Linked DNA regions of Salmo salar: region 1 is linked to region 2. Evidence: chromatin contacts called from public Hi-C data. All regions are on one chromosome and are shown on one strand. The core of a region is the stretch at or near the end of the contact, and the rest is flanking DNA. Distances in the headings are between cores, read along the strand shown.

The links. Hi-C and Micro-C count contacts between places; a contact is called where the count stands out from the background.
Region 1: a contact with region 2 is called in a Hi-C map of gill, with 2.0 times the contacts expected there. The contact joins the promoter of LOC106604937 here to the enhancer-like site in region 2. A contact is called at or near these places in 2 of 3 Hi-C or Micro-C datasets (blood and gill).

What each region holds. Positions count from the first base shown.
Region 1 is chrssa05:42,604,922-42,612,012 of Ssal_v3.1, reverse strand. LOC106604937 (kelch-like protein 3) reads left to right here and starts at 2,492. Exons shown (of 17, transcript XM_014200086.2): 1 at 2,492-3,269. LOC106604938 (heterogeneous nuclear ribonucleoprotein A0) reads left to right here. Exons shown (of 1, transcript XM_014200087.2): 1 at 1-2,044. The coding sequence starts at 513. The coding sequence ends at 1,412.
Region 2 is chrssa05:42,567,587-42,574,610 of Ssal_v3.1, reverse strand. It overlaps LOC106604936 (protein FAM13B), which reads right to left. Exons shown (of 20, transcript XM_014200085.2): 20 at 3,158-7,024. The coding sequence ends at 6,967. It overlaps LOC106604937 (kelch-like protein 3), which reads left to right. Exons shown (of 17, transcript XM_014200086.2): 17 at 1-1,683. Among protein-coding and RNA genes, the nearest start is that of LOC106604937, 38 kb to the left of the region's middle. Within about 2 kb of position 5,325, at least 2 of the 13 cell types and tissues checked have an H3K27ac peak or open chromatin away from gene starts, as enhancers often do. A contact at or near this core is called in gill, where this site is marked.

The sequences.
Region 1 (7,091 bases), core at 1,243-3,742, 40 kb before region 2:
ACACTTTTTGGGGTACATGATTCCATGTTTCAATTTTGTCTTCATTCTGCACTGTAGAAAATAGTAAAAAAAAAAAATGGAATGGAATGTGTCCACGTCAAGTTTGTATGGCAAGATTGCATATAGAAATCACTGTGTTCCACAATATTTATTCAGAAGTGGCCACTTTCTGACAATTGAATGTGCAATGCGTGGACAGCGGAATGAAGTGTTGGGGTATACTACAAAGCAGGATCAAGAACAGCCAGCTAACTAGACGAATTTAAAAATAAATGTAAAGAAATGTGCTTGGAATAGGCATTGTCTTTTTGATTCAACAAACAAGTCAATTGACAAATAAGAAAAACATCTATTTGAATAAAATAGTGGGATTTGAGTGGAACAACCAATCAGGACTGGTGATTTATTTTCCCAATCCTACGTCAGACGTCATTGCGTCAGCTGCTTTCAAAGAGGGATACGATTTTGTCAGGTTCAATTGTATTTGCGCCATAACAACTCGGCTAGTAATAATGACGAACCAACTTTGTAAGCTGTTTGTCGGTGGATTGAACGTCGAGACTACAGACGATGGACTTCGGCAACATTTCGAGCAGTACGGCCAGTTAACCGACTGCGTAGTGGTCCAGAACCAGCAGCTACAAAGGTCCCGGTGTTTCGGCTTTGTAACCTACTCAAACGCGGAGGAGGCCGACGCAGCCATGGCCGCTAGGCCACATGTCGTCGATGGTACCAACGTGGAGTTAAAAAGGGCCGTTGCACGGGAAGATGCCGGTAGGCCAGAGGCACTCGCCAAAGTTAAAAAAATATTTATCGGTGGGTTGAAAGACGACATAGAAGACGACCATTTGAATGATTATTTCTCTCAATTCGGGGCAATTGAGAAGGCCGAAGTAATCAGTGACAAACAGACTCTCAAAAAAAGAGGATTCGGCTTCGTCTATTTTGAAGATAATGACTCTGCCGACAAAGCAGTGGTGCTGAAGTTCCACACAATCAATGGGCACAAAGTGGAGGTGAAGAAGGCCCTCACCAAGCAAGAGATGCAGTCAGCCGGTGGTCGGGGAAGAGGCGGGCGAGGAATGAGGGGGTCTCAAAATGGCTACGACGGCGGAAGAGGTGGCGGCTACGGCAACTATGGCGGTAATTATGGAGGAAACGATGGTGGCTACGGTGGCGGATACGGCAATGGAGGTGGTTACGGTAACCAAGGGGGATACGGAGGAGGTTATGGAGATCAAATGGGGAGCAGTTATGGTGGGAACGGTTATAATGACTTTGGCGAAGATTACGGACAGCAGTCCTCCGGCTATGGTGCAATGAAAGGGGGTAATTATTCAGGCAGGAGCGCAGCACCGTACTCCCGTGGAGGCGGCAGTGGTTATAGCAGGGGTGGATATGGTGGTTATTAGACACCGTTGACCACATTTGACCCAATAATTTGAAATGTTCTGAATTTCTGATTCAATGACCTGCATTTACACACACGGGTCGGAGTTGCCCATTTCTTTGTTGCTACTATTTTAAAGTACTCGTGCCCCTCGCCCACCCTGATGTGCCCTCCATCCGGACTACACCGTTGTCCCTAGGCGACGCTACTAAAGACATGGACACTTTATTACCAATTCAACTTTCTGACTTGTCAATGTAGTGATTCCTTTAAATATTTTTTATTTAATTGTAGTTAACGTCGCTGCTTCCAAGACTTTGGTATGATACTGTATGTCATTAGTACCAGCCAGGTTAATAACAAGACATATTGCTTTAGCAACATGAAACTCAGGGGTATTAATGGAGTTGAAAGCAGTCTTAGTGTATGCTTGAGTGTTTTTAAGATCATAATATTTCGTGTCAAAGTATTAAGTACTTATGGTTATTGTATTATTATACTTTTTTATGGTTACCTCAATGCTTTTCTCCGTCCAAGATGTGCTATTCAATACCTTGCAAAGCAATGCAGTTTTGTGGAATGTTACTTAAATATTAGTTAGCTATTGAGCCTAACTCTTTTGGCTGTATTAAAGTTTTTAATGTTTGAAAGCAATCGGTGCTCATTGTCAATGTAACCATTCTGACCTCTTGTTTCAAAAGAGAATCAAGTTAAGCCTTCAGATCATTCAGGATCACAGTCCTATCATGAGGTAGTTGCACACCCTACTGACATACTATCACTGGTAACTTTCTTGTTCAGGAATGGACTAATCTGGGACTGCTAACTGGCCAACAGTCATGCATTTTTTTTAGGCCCTCTGCCATTTCCTGTGTTATGCTAATACCAAAAAGCATTCTTGCTAATACTGTAAAGGCTTTTTTGAATCACATTTTCAATGAAAGGGATTCTTGGTTTATAATCAGATTTTATTTTTTAATGGGACAAGAATTTTGCAGGTAACATCCCATGTCAATAGACACATTTGTCTGACACTAGTTTGTTTTGATAATGGCCGTGAGTATTGTGATTTTTCTCCAGTACATCTGCTTTACAGCCTCTCAACACTCCCATTTTTTTTGCTGCACAGGCAGCCAAAAATAAACTACTCCATACCATTACATATAATTCTAGGTTGTCCTATTCAAATTACATGACAGGGCTGATTTTTAATTTAGATTATTATTCCAAGTTACCAATGTGCACAAATATTAGGTCTGTGGTTATGGAAATATACAAAATGTCAGCATTTACCCTTTTTGCTGTCAAAATGATAATTTTGTACTATAATAGGCCAAATATGCCAACAATTTACAATAGCTTGCCACTAGGGGACTTGTACTCATTACGTCAACCCCACCATCTGTCTCCCTCGGTGATCTCTACATCTGCCATTTTAGACACCGGGAGAAGCACGGTCAAGTCAGTGTTGACATAGCATAATCAAAGCAAGATACTAGAGATGTAAAATCAACTCTGCAAGCTCTTTGTTGGTGGACTAAATGTTTACACCACTGACGATCGCCTTCGTAAACCATTTGAACAGTATGGCGAGCTAACCGATTGCGTAGTTATTCAGAACCTGCAACTACTGCGGTCTGGTTTTGTAACTGCTAGTGCTATGGAGGCAGACGCTGCAATGTCCGCGCGGGCTCATGCCCTGGGTGGCAACAATGTTGAACAGAAAAGTACAGTGGCACACGAAGATGCGGGAGGACCTGGCAAAGATTAAGAAAACATTTATCGGTGGTTAAAGAAGCTACAGAGGATGAACTTCTGAACGAGTAATTTCAGTTCGGTACTATCGAGATGGCCGAGGATATTAGCAATAATCAAACTGGTAAGAAGAGGGTTTTGTTTTTCGAAGATAATGATTATGCCGACTAAGCAGTTGTTCTTTAGTTCCACACCATTAATGGCCATAAAGTTGAGACGAAAAAGCCCTCACCAAGCAAGAAATGCAGGCTGCTGGAACCCCGTGGCGGGAGGGAAGCAAGGTCTTAAAATGGATATCTTGGTGGCTATGGCAACTATAGTGGGGGGAGCCCCATCAAATCTCACTCAAAGCAGTCCCATCCCCCAAATAAATTGTGGGAAAAGTACCCAATTGTCATACTTGAGTAAAAGTGAAGATACCTTAAAAGAAAATGACTCAAGTGAAAGTCACCGAGTAAAATACTTCAGTAAAAATCTACTTGAGTAAAAGTCAAAGTATTTGGTTTTAAATGTACTTAAGTATCAAAAGTAAAAGTAATTGCTAAAATATACTTAAGTATAAATCATTTCAAATTCCTTATACTAAGCAAACCTGACGGCGTTGTTTTCTTAATTTACTTAAATAAAATAATTATGGATGGCCAAGGGCCCACTTCAACACTCAAGACAATTTACAAACAAAGCGTTTGTGTTTAGTGAGTCTGTCAGATGAGGCAGTAAGGATGACCTTGGATTTTCTCTTGATAAGTGTGTGAATTAGACAATTTTCCTGTCCTGCTAAGCATTCAAAATGTAACGAGTACTTTTGGGTGTCAGGGAAAATGTAAGGAGTAAAAAGTACATAGTTTTCTTTAGGAATGTAGTGGAGTAAAAGTTGTCAAATAAATAGTAAAGTACAGATACCCCCCCAAAACTACTTTTGTAGTGCTTTAAAGTATGTTTTACTTAAGTACTTTACACCACTGCCTAGTAAAAATGATGAACTCTTAATAACATTGTTCCGACCAAACATTCTATAATGGCACAAGAGTGACGGAATTCTGAGCCCAAGTGTTTCAGACAGGGAAGTTACTACAGTATTCACTATTTAAAGCTGGCCTAAATAGGTAGCTAGAGTTCCTTGCCATCTAGCCAGAGTAACTTTGGCCATCTAGCAACTAACTTCAGATACTCTTGGAGGCAGATGTCTCTACCTTCATAACTACAGTACATTCTGAAAGTATTCTAACCCCTTGACTTTTTCCACATTGTTACGTTAGTCCTATCCTAAAATGGATAAAATATATTTTTGTCATCAATCTACCTACAATACCCCATAATGACAAAGCGAAAACAGGTTTTTAGAAATGTTTTATATATAATTTATTTACATAAGTATTCAGACCCTTTGCTATGAGACCCTTTGCTATTGATCTCAGGCGCATCCTGTTATCATTGATAATCCTTGATGTTTCTACAACTTGATTGGAGTCCACCTGTGGTAAATTCAATTGATTGGACATGATTTGGAAAGGCACATACCTGTCTATAAGAGGTCCCACAGTTGACAGTGCATGTCAGAGCAAAAACAAAGACACAAGGTTGAAGGAATTGTCCGTAGAGCTCCGAGACAGGATTGTGTTGAGGCACAGATCTGGGGAAGGGTATCAACAAATTTCAGCAGTATTGAAGGTCCCCAAAAACACAGGCCTCCATCATTCTTAAATGGAAGAGGTTTGGAACCACCAAGAATCTTCCTAGAGCTGTCCGCCTGGCCAAACTGAGCAATCAGGGGAGAAGAGCCTTGGTTAGGGAGATGACTAAGAACCCAATGATCACTCTGACAGAGCTCCAGAGTTCCTCTGTGGAGATGGGAGAACCTTCCAGAAGGACAACCTGTGCAGTACTCCACCAATCAGGCTTTTATGGTAGATTGGCCAGATGGAAGCCACTCCTCAGTAAAAGGCACATGACCATCCGCTTAGAGTTTGCCAAAAGGCACCTAAAGGACTCAGACCATGAGAAACAAGATTCTCTGGTCTGATGAAACCAATATTGAACTCTTTGACCTCAATGCCAAGCGTCACGTTTGGAGGAAACTTGGCACAGTCCTTACTATTCAGGATCAAGGGAAAGATGAACAGAGTAAAGTACAGAGCGATCCTTCATGAAAACCTACTCCAGAGAGCTCAGGACCTCAGACTGGGGCGAAGGTTCACCTTCAGACAGGTCAACGACCCTAAGCACACAGCCAAGACAACGCAAGAGTGGCTTCGAGACAAGTCTCTGAATATCCTTGAGTTGATCGAACATCTCTGGAGGGACCTGAAAATAGCTGTGCAGCAACGCTCCCCATCCAACCTGCCCGAGCTTGAGAGGATCTGCAGAGAAGAATGGGAGAAACTCCCCAAATACAGGTGTGCCAAGCTTGAAACATCATACCCCAAAAGACTTGAGGCTGTAATCGCTGCCAAAGGTGCTTCAACAAAGTACTGAGTAAAGGGTCTGAATACTTAGGTAAATGTGATCTTTCAGTATATATTTTTTTTATACAGTTGCAAAAATGTCAAACTGGGTTTGCTTCATCAATATGGGGTAGTGTGTGTAGACTGAGGGGGGGACAAAACAATTTAATCCATTTTATAATACGGCTGTAACAAAACAAAATGGAAAAAGTCACGGGGTTTGAATACCTTCCGAATGCCCTGTAAATTTCTAGACAACGGTCTTCATGCCCATAGCAACTGCAGAGCACGAGAAGGCAGATGTCTTCACTCCGAAAGGTCTCAAATAACTTAGGTCTAAATGTCCATTGTCCACAAGTAATAGGACTACTCCTTTGGATTATTTTGTTTTGAGCAGTGGAGGACTGTGGTTTTGTATTTTGGCCAGATATTATTGAAATTAAGTTAATAGCTAAGTCTCTTTGCTTGTTAGTGCATTTTCTTTAGGTAATGTGTTGTAAGTAAATTGCATTTTGTTTTAAATATTTGGATTTAAGTTGGAGTGTTATTAATATGGGACCCCATGTTTGACTTAATAGAGCCATGTAGTCAATTGCAGTGAACTTGATTTGAGTAATTTTCTGCATCTTATTAGTTAAAAGGCAACTGAAGTTATATTGGCCATAAAATATATTATTACTTGCCCCGGCACTATACCAAAGTATATGATAAAATGTGCCCAATAGCGTTTGGTCAAAGGAAAATCTCCATGCAGTATTTAGGCTGTAAGGACTAGGTCACACTTTTTAAGTATTCTAGGTTCACTGCTGCTGTTCCTGAAATGTAGGCTATTTTGTTTTAGTTTGATTTGTGATTCCCATTTAGTTTGAATGTTAATAAATAATTGTATCATTACTATGGTCATTATGCCATAGTTGTTACCATGAACATTGTCTCACTTCTCAACTACTTCAAATTCTGAAAACAGGTTTTATCTAAGCATTCCAGTTTTTTTATTTGACAGTAGAACCACAAAGGAATTAAGTAACAAGGCAAGAAAAAGTATGTGAACCCTTTGGAATTACCTGGATTTCTGCATAAATTGATCATCATCAAGTTTGATCTGATCTTCATTTAAGTCACAACAATAAACACACATAGTGTCTCCAAAAGCTAATTGGAGTCAGCTAACCTGGAGTCCAAACAATGAGATGAGATTGGAGATGTTGGTTAGAACTGCATTTACCTATAAAAAACACTCACAAAATTTGAGTTTGCTATTCACAAGAAGCATTGCCTGATGTGAACCATGTCTCGAACAAAAGAGATCTCAGAAGACCTAAGATTAAGAATTGTTGACTTTCATAAAGCTGGAAAGGGTTACAAAAGTATCTCTAAAAGCCTTGGCTGTTCATCAGTCCACGGTAAGACAAATTGTCTATAAATGGAGAAAGTTCAGCACTGTTGCTACTCTCTAGGAGTGGCCATCCTGCAAAGATGACTGCAAGAGCACAGCGCAGAAT
Region 2 (7,024 bases), core at 4,076-6,575:
CCATAATGAGTGTTTGTTTGCAAACCTTTTGTGTCTGAAGGATATGTGCCAATTTGATGCAAAAACATTAGACAATAGACATCATGTCAAAGAATGAATGCATTAGCACTTTTTTTTTAAATTTTTTTTTTTTTGTATAAAGCTAATTTCCTGTAACATAACCAAAAGACTACTTTACAACTTCTGCATCAGGCACGGTAATTATGGTTAACATTATTCCAAGCTCAACACATCTTTTTACCAGGGTTGGGTTCAATTTCATTTCAGCTCTCATCAATTCAGGAAGTGAATTTTAAATTCAGTTCATGAATTGGAAATTTGAAATGAGAATAAACCAAGGCACTTTTCAATGAATATCTTGACTTGAAATGGAATTGACCCCTACTGTCTTTTTTCTACTTCTCGCCTATACTGTCATTTTCTTCAGAGATTCTGGTATTTCTGATAGAATCATTTCAATTTACTGCACAATCCATAGGTTTACTATGGTTGTACTTAGCCACCCCAGAGCGATGTTGAAATATGCAGGACATAGGCAACTTGTATAATATTAAGTATATTATATCAAGATCGGTGAAATATTTTCTAAAGTTTCTTTGATTGTGGATATTAAATTATAGTAAATATCATTTTTAATGAGCATTTGTTGTGTGTACTACGACCACCTAGAATCCCTTTGAGCATTTATCTTCTCGTATGTTCAAGAAGTGGATACATGGTTACCGTGGGTACATTGATCATTATAATGTATAGAACATCCGCCTCTCACCATAACATATAACCTAACCTGGCTTTTTAATTAACTTGGACTATGCAGCTGACTATGTGAGCCACCATTGTAAGATGGCGTTAAGAGGGTGGATGAGAGAAGATGTATTTGTGACTGGGAGTGTATGAGGATAACATATTTTTTTATTTAACCAGGCAAGTCAGTTCAGAACAAATTCTTATTTACAATGACATCTGTTGTCAGGGAATGCCATTAGCAGCCATGTTCGTGGCCTTGTACATTAGATTTCAGGCCACTTGTGACACGGAATGTAGGGATAATCTCTCCATTGGTGGTAATGGTAAAACTTAAAACATTTCTACTAGCTAGCCACACATCACTGACAATCCCAGACTGCATCCTCCTTAACCTCTCACAGCTGAGTCTCACAGGGTCCCTCTTGAGAGGTGCGGTCATATGTCAGAGCTGGACCACTCAGGGATCTGCACTGAGCCAGCCTAAGGACACCAGCCTAGATCTACAGACCATGAGTGTCCAAAACCCTGCATGGACCGACTGTGTCCATCCCGCCTGACAGTCTTCATATGTCTTTGGCTGCTCAGTTTATGACGGACAAAAATGGCCTTTCATTTTAAGTGGGGCCTTGAATCATTGTCTAACTGTGCTGAACATTAACACGACTGGTAGGGACTGTGTGCGTTAGTATGAATATGTATATGAATTAAAACATGGATTTGGTGTCATTCTTTTTATGATATATTATATAATTCAACAACGCTATATGTAACCATTTAAAGAGCATGGCACACTAGCAAGTTGCAACACCAAAGTTGTGTGTTCCATTCCCACAGGGATCAAATATACATACCAGGGTTAGGGTTAAAACAGCCATGCAGTCTTTGTATTTTAAAATCATCACTGTATATCTAATAAATCACTGTTTATTAAAATAACTCCAATTTATTTCTATGTATTTTCCTGAGCCTCCTTTGGCCCCTCAAAATGCTCAGTCTGATTTTGTGGGTGTCAGGAAACAGATTTGAAGATATTTACACACACAGCCCCTGATTGGCTGGTACTTATAGTCTAGAAGAGACAAAGTCATTGTTCTTTTATAATCAGATCACATTGTGATGTCATGATGTGGGCCAAAAGTTCCATCACACCTGAACAGGCTGAAACCCCCCCCCCAGTTCTTACACAAAAAGCGCATTATCATTTTTTGCGCAATTTCAGTGTTATTTCAACCCCATAGTGTGGACATATCATAAATTAGGGTCAGGGAGTGTTGAGCTGGGGTGTGGACATGATGTTAGGGTTATGGCTAAGTTTAGGGTCAGGGTTGACATCCTGTGTGGACATGAATCTAAGGTTAGGTTTGAGGACATGAAACTTGGGTTAGGGTTAACTTTTGCAGTTGGTAGTTTGAGCTGGGGTGTATTCATTACGTCAATTCTGTTGCAAACAGTTTCGTCTGTTGCAAGAAGTTTACAACAGAAACCGTTTACTCCAAATGTAAAACTAATTTCTATTGGACAAATTCAGTCCCTCCGTTTCATTCCATTTGCTGTTTGCTTCTAAAATGGTAAACAGTTTTCATTGCAAGTGGTAATGAATACACCACAGCTATTGACCATCTAGGCAGACTCTTCAAATAAAGAGGTCCTCTCAAAGTTTCATATAATTTCATAATTTTGTTTTGAAAGTGGTGCTCATGAGCCAAAAGTAGTCACCGTTTGTGTACTACATGTTTTATTTTTGCAATTCATATATGTTATGAATTTGTTGCACTTAAGCTCCAAGAAGGCATCACCAAAGCTTTTCATAAAGTGTGGTGTTACCTAAGTGTTAGTGTTGGCTGTGAACACTAGAGGGCAGCAACAACAAAAAAGACATGGCCATGCCCATTCTAGAAGTGTGTGAAAGCCAGGCAACGAAATGTTTTTTTTTGGGGCTTAGGGATACATTGACCATTCACTAAATCTTGTTAAAGATGCACGTGATAAAGCCTAAAGATGGTCTGCTGATCAACATGTGCTATGGCAATTCAGGGGCCCATGAAGATGGATTTATGTGTATAGGGTGTAATATATCACTGTTTGGGTTTGTTCCAACTGCGGCTTCGCGTGCTGACCTCTGTTCTTTGCAGACTCAGGAGTTTTTCCACTCTTATTCTGCCGGGTCATGGTCAGCCCGCCCTCACAACCATCTCTGTCCTCCATGAAAACAAATTCCTGCTCTTAATAATGGCATTCACCTGACTCAACAAACTGCAATCCACCTAGCTAGTTATTGCATGCATACTGGGCGATATTGGGTGCAGTGTACTTTGACATACATAAGCTATATTGACTTGTATTTCAATTGTGCATCTGGTTTAAGTAACCTTTTCCCATTAGTTTGAAGACAACTTCAGCAGGAGGCATGTAAATTACAATATTTATTTTTATTTTATTATACATTATTACTGATTGTACTTTATTATAATGTGTAAATGAAGGAAAAACATTCACAAAAACATTTATAGATACATATATATAGATGTAAAACACAGCTCCACATATAGATAGGGAGGCTCTGGGAGCCAGTGGTTGATCGGCTAGTCAGTTGATGCAACCTGCCACCGGCTCCATGGGCCAGAAAAACAAACATGCGAGGGATGGCATGGGGCTGTGAACAGGGTCAGTGTACATCCTTATAGCCTGTGGGCTTCACATGATTTTTACCACTTGTTGCAGGCACAACACAAAATGAGAGTAAAAAAAGCCCTTCAATTTGACATGGACATAAATCGATCGACCAATTTCACATTTATTTTCTTTTAAAATAATAAAAAAATCGGGAATGTTTGGTCCAAATATACCTCCATCATTGTCACCACATTGATAATCTCTTCTCATTTTGGTTAAAGCAGTGCCCCAGAAAACATAATGCTGACAACAAGTGGTAAAAATGCAGGTTTAGCAGACAGAAAACTGAGTCGCGTTGGAACTCTCACAGCAGTTAGTCAAGTGACAGTTTCATGGGTTGGCCTGCGAGGTAAAAAACAGCAAACCAAGTTAGTCCCATTAATAGATTAAACATTAATCAGCCGTATACTCAGAAAATGCACATAAAGGGTTAACAAGGCCCCACATTCCATTGATGCTAATTTATTGCTTCATTTTCATGGCACAAAAATAGAAACAATACAAGTCTTTGCCATGCAAGCCAACTACTGAGACTAGCTTATACAAAACAAAAACATAGCAGATTATTAGCCAATACAGAGGTACTACACTGTATAGATGTATTAGTGAGGGGTACATTTTTTTAAATACAAAATAATGTAATAAAAAAACAAAACACATTCTCAAGTTTGAACATCACAGAAATTGAAACAAGGGGCCAAATGTGTTAGAAATAATTTAAATTCTGACATTCATCCTTCAGATATAAGTAGTGCTTCTAAAACAAGGAACAAATTGACAAACAAAACAAGGGCTGCATTCTCAGAATGCTGTGCAAATAACTTCTAGAAACCTCCCCACACTGTCCACTCATGCATACACCACACCCTGCCAACTCAAACAAAGGTTACATGACTTGGTTTTGACCCAGTGAGGGACCAAGGCAAAACTCTTGGTTCAGCGCAAACATCCTTCAGGAAAAATTAGATTCCCTATATTCTGGGTGTGTTGGTCTGACTGACAATGTACTCCATTATTCCACCTCCTGAAGCAGATGCAGATCCTTACAGTTGGTGCCACTGATGGCGCCTTCCCATTCCCAACAAGGAAACAGCACTAATTCCCCTCCCCACCCTAATGTGCAGAGACATTTAGTCTACAACATCTCAAATGTTTTTTGTATTTTATTGCCAGGACTAGAACTAGTCAACTGGACAGACGAAGGGTCGTTTCTCCACTCTAAAGCTCCTGCTTGGTTTTGTCAAGTCCAGAGAGCTTCTGAAGGATAGTGATGTGATTCTGCCTCTGGGCTGACTGCTAGTTTAGCTAGGGGTCAAAGGCTAGGATCAATGACCTTTAAGGAGTGGCAGACAGCACTCCCGAGGCGGCATTACGCCGACAGACCAGACACACCTCATTCCAAATATGCATAACTTGGACTCTGTTTTTGTTGTATGTGACCTTTGTATTGAAGCCCAGAAGAGCTTTCGGGCTCTAGAGACATCAATAAGTTGACCCTTGACGTAAATTGTCTGTCAGGAGTCAAGGTGCTGTTGGTTCTGCTTGGCCGTGGTAAAGCCTTCTCAGAGCCCTGTGGTCAGACAACTCCCCAGGACCTGACAATGACCTGGCTCTACATTGCCTGGCCAAACACTCTGGCTCACTATGGGACATATCCCATAATGAATAATAGACTTAACCAACCAACCAACACCCAGCGACCTTAGCACCAGAGAAAACATGTATAGCAATAGCCTGACATTGTGTGACTCTAGATTGAAGGAATGTTGCTGTTTTGCAGTGGGTCAGTGATCGCTAACCAAGGACACGTTGAACTTTTGGTGCAACAACATACAGTAGCTAGATGTTGTGACAAGTGGTTACAAGCCAGGAAGTCAGCTGATCCTGTTCTCGGCTAGATTTGGGAACTTCCCTTTGAGACACCGTCCTGCGTACTAAGTGAAACCTTAGACGGAGACGCCTAGTTTACCTCACACTGGATATGGGATGCATGAGAACTCTTTTAGCTGGTGTTCACATTCCCCAGTGACTAAAAGGAGATTATGCCACGAGGACTGTTTTTCATCTTAACCTGGGCACAGGGCTGACCGGACCTCCAGACTGACTGGCAGCCAAATTGTGATAACTTATCTATGGCTGTCCTCAAGAAGCCGGATGGTCCGCCTGACCACTGTCCATCAGCACACACACCACTGGGGGTTAAATACTGGCTGTGTGGCCGTAGGGTGTTGGTCAACACACCTGGTTGTATAACTAGGCACCTGGGAGTGATAGGGAGTGTCTGTCTGCCATACTAAAAGGTGGTCACGGACTGTAGGACGGAACGCTAGGTTAAAGTCCATCGAACAGGGCTAGCATTGCCATATCACGCCCTAACATTGCCATATGCTGTATTTAGCATAATACTGATGAGGTCGAAACTACATTAGCTTTAATCTAACAACCCATCCACCCCCCCCCATTCTGGACACCTCGCACAAAGATCCACTCCGCAACTGAACTTTAACGCGTATAAAACAAAAATATATATATAGAAAATAAGTCAAGCTGTCTAGCTTTATTGCCAGAAAATGGAGACGGATAAGGTACAGGAACACTAAGTGATACACCTAACTGGCTGTCCTGCCCACCTGGTGTGTGCCAAAACTCCTTTCAGTGACGACTGAAGATCCAAATATTTTTTTAAAACCTAAGAGAAAGGAACAGCACAACCAGTCCCAACTGATAAAACTCACTCAGTTTCCATAGTGGCAAAGGAAATAGAATAACACACAAACACAGTAAGTTTCTTTTCAAACCCAAGAAGGAATTACTCTTCATTCAAGAAAAATAACATACTGTAACATAGAAACATTTATGTGTACATATTGATTTACAAGAATACATACACAGTAATTACTTTTTCCCTCTCTCCCAAAAACTCACTCAGACGACACAAAAGCGTCCCAGTGTTGAAGGATGAAGATCGAGTTCGGCAACTGAATCCATGCGAGTCTGAATGTCTGAAACAGGATGGCCAGTCTCCTCGTTCCAAGGGAGGGAGAGTTCAGTTTGTTACGTCTAAACAGGTGGTCAGGTGACTAAAATGCGCTACAAAACAGAGCTCATGTCCTCTCCAATATGATTTCTCAGTATGAGAAACTACCGTACGTGAAAAGTTCGGGGGGGAAGCTACAACAAAAACAAAACTAATGAGGAAAGGGGGAACTCCTCCGAATGAAACTGACAGAAATAAGTAAAAAGGGGTGTGTTGAGTCTTGACTGGTGGAATGAAGATGTGACTCTTCTCCCTCAGAGTCCCCAGTGAGGACCCCTTGACTGTACATGAGCTGGCGGTGGTAGAAACAGATGAGTTGTGGTGGTGAGACAGCGGCGGGATATGGTGGCTGCCATGCCTTCCCTCAGGGGTGCAGGTAGTGGGATGGTTGATAAGGGATGGGGAGGAGTATGGGCCATGTAGGGGTGACATGTAAGGCCTGGGGTGAGGCGGTTGACCCTCATCTAGGTGGGATGAAGGGAGGGAAGCAGGGTGGCCGATCTCCCTCTCTAGATGGACTTGGAGGAGTCCTGCTTGCTGATGAGCACCTCCAGCAGACGCAGTTTG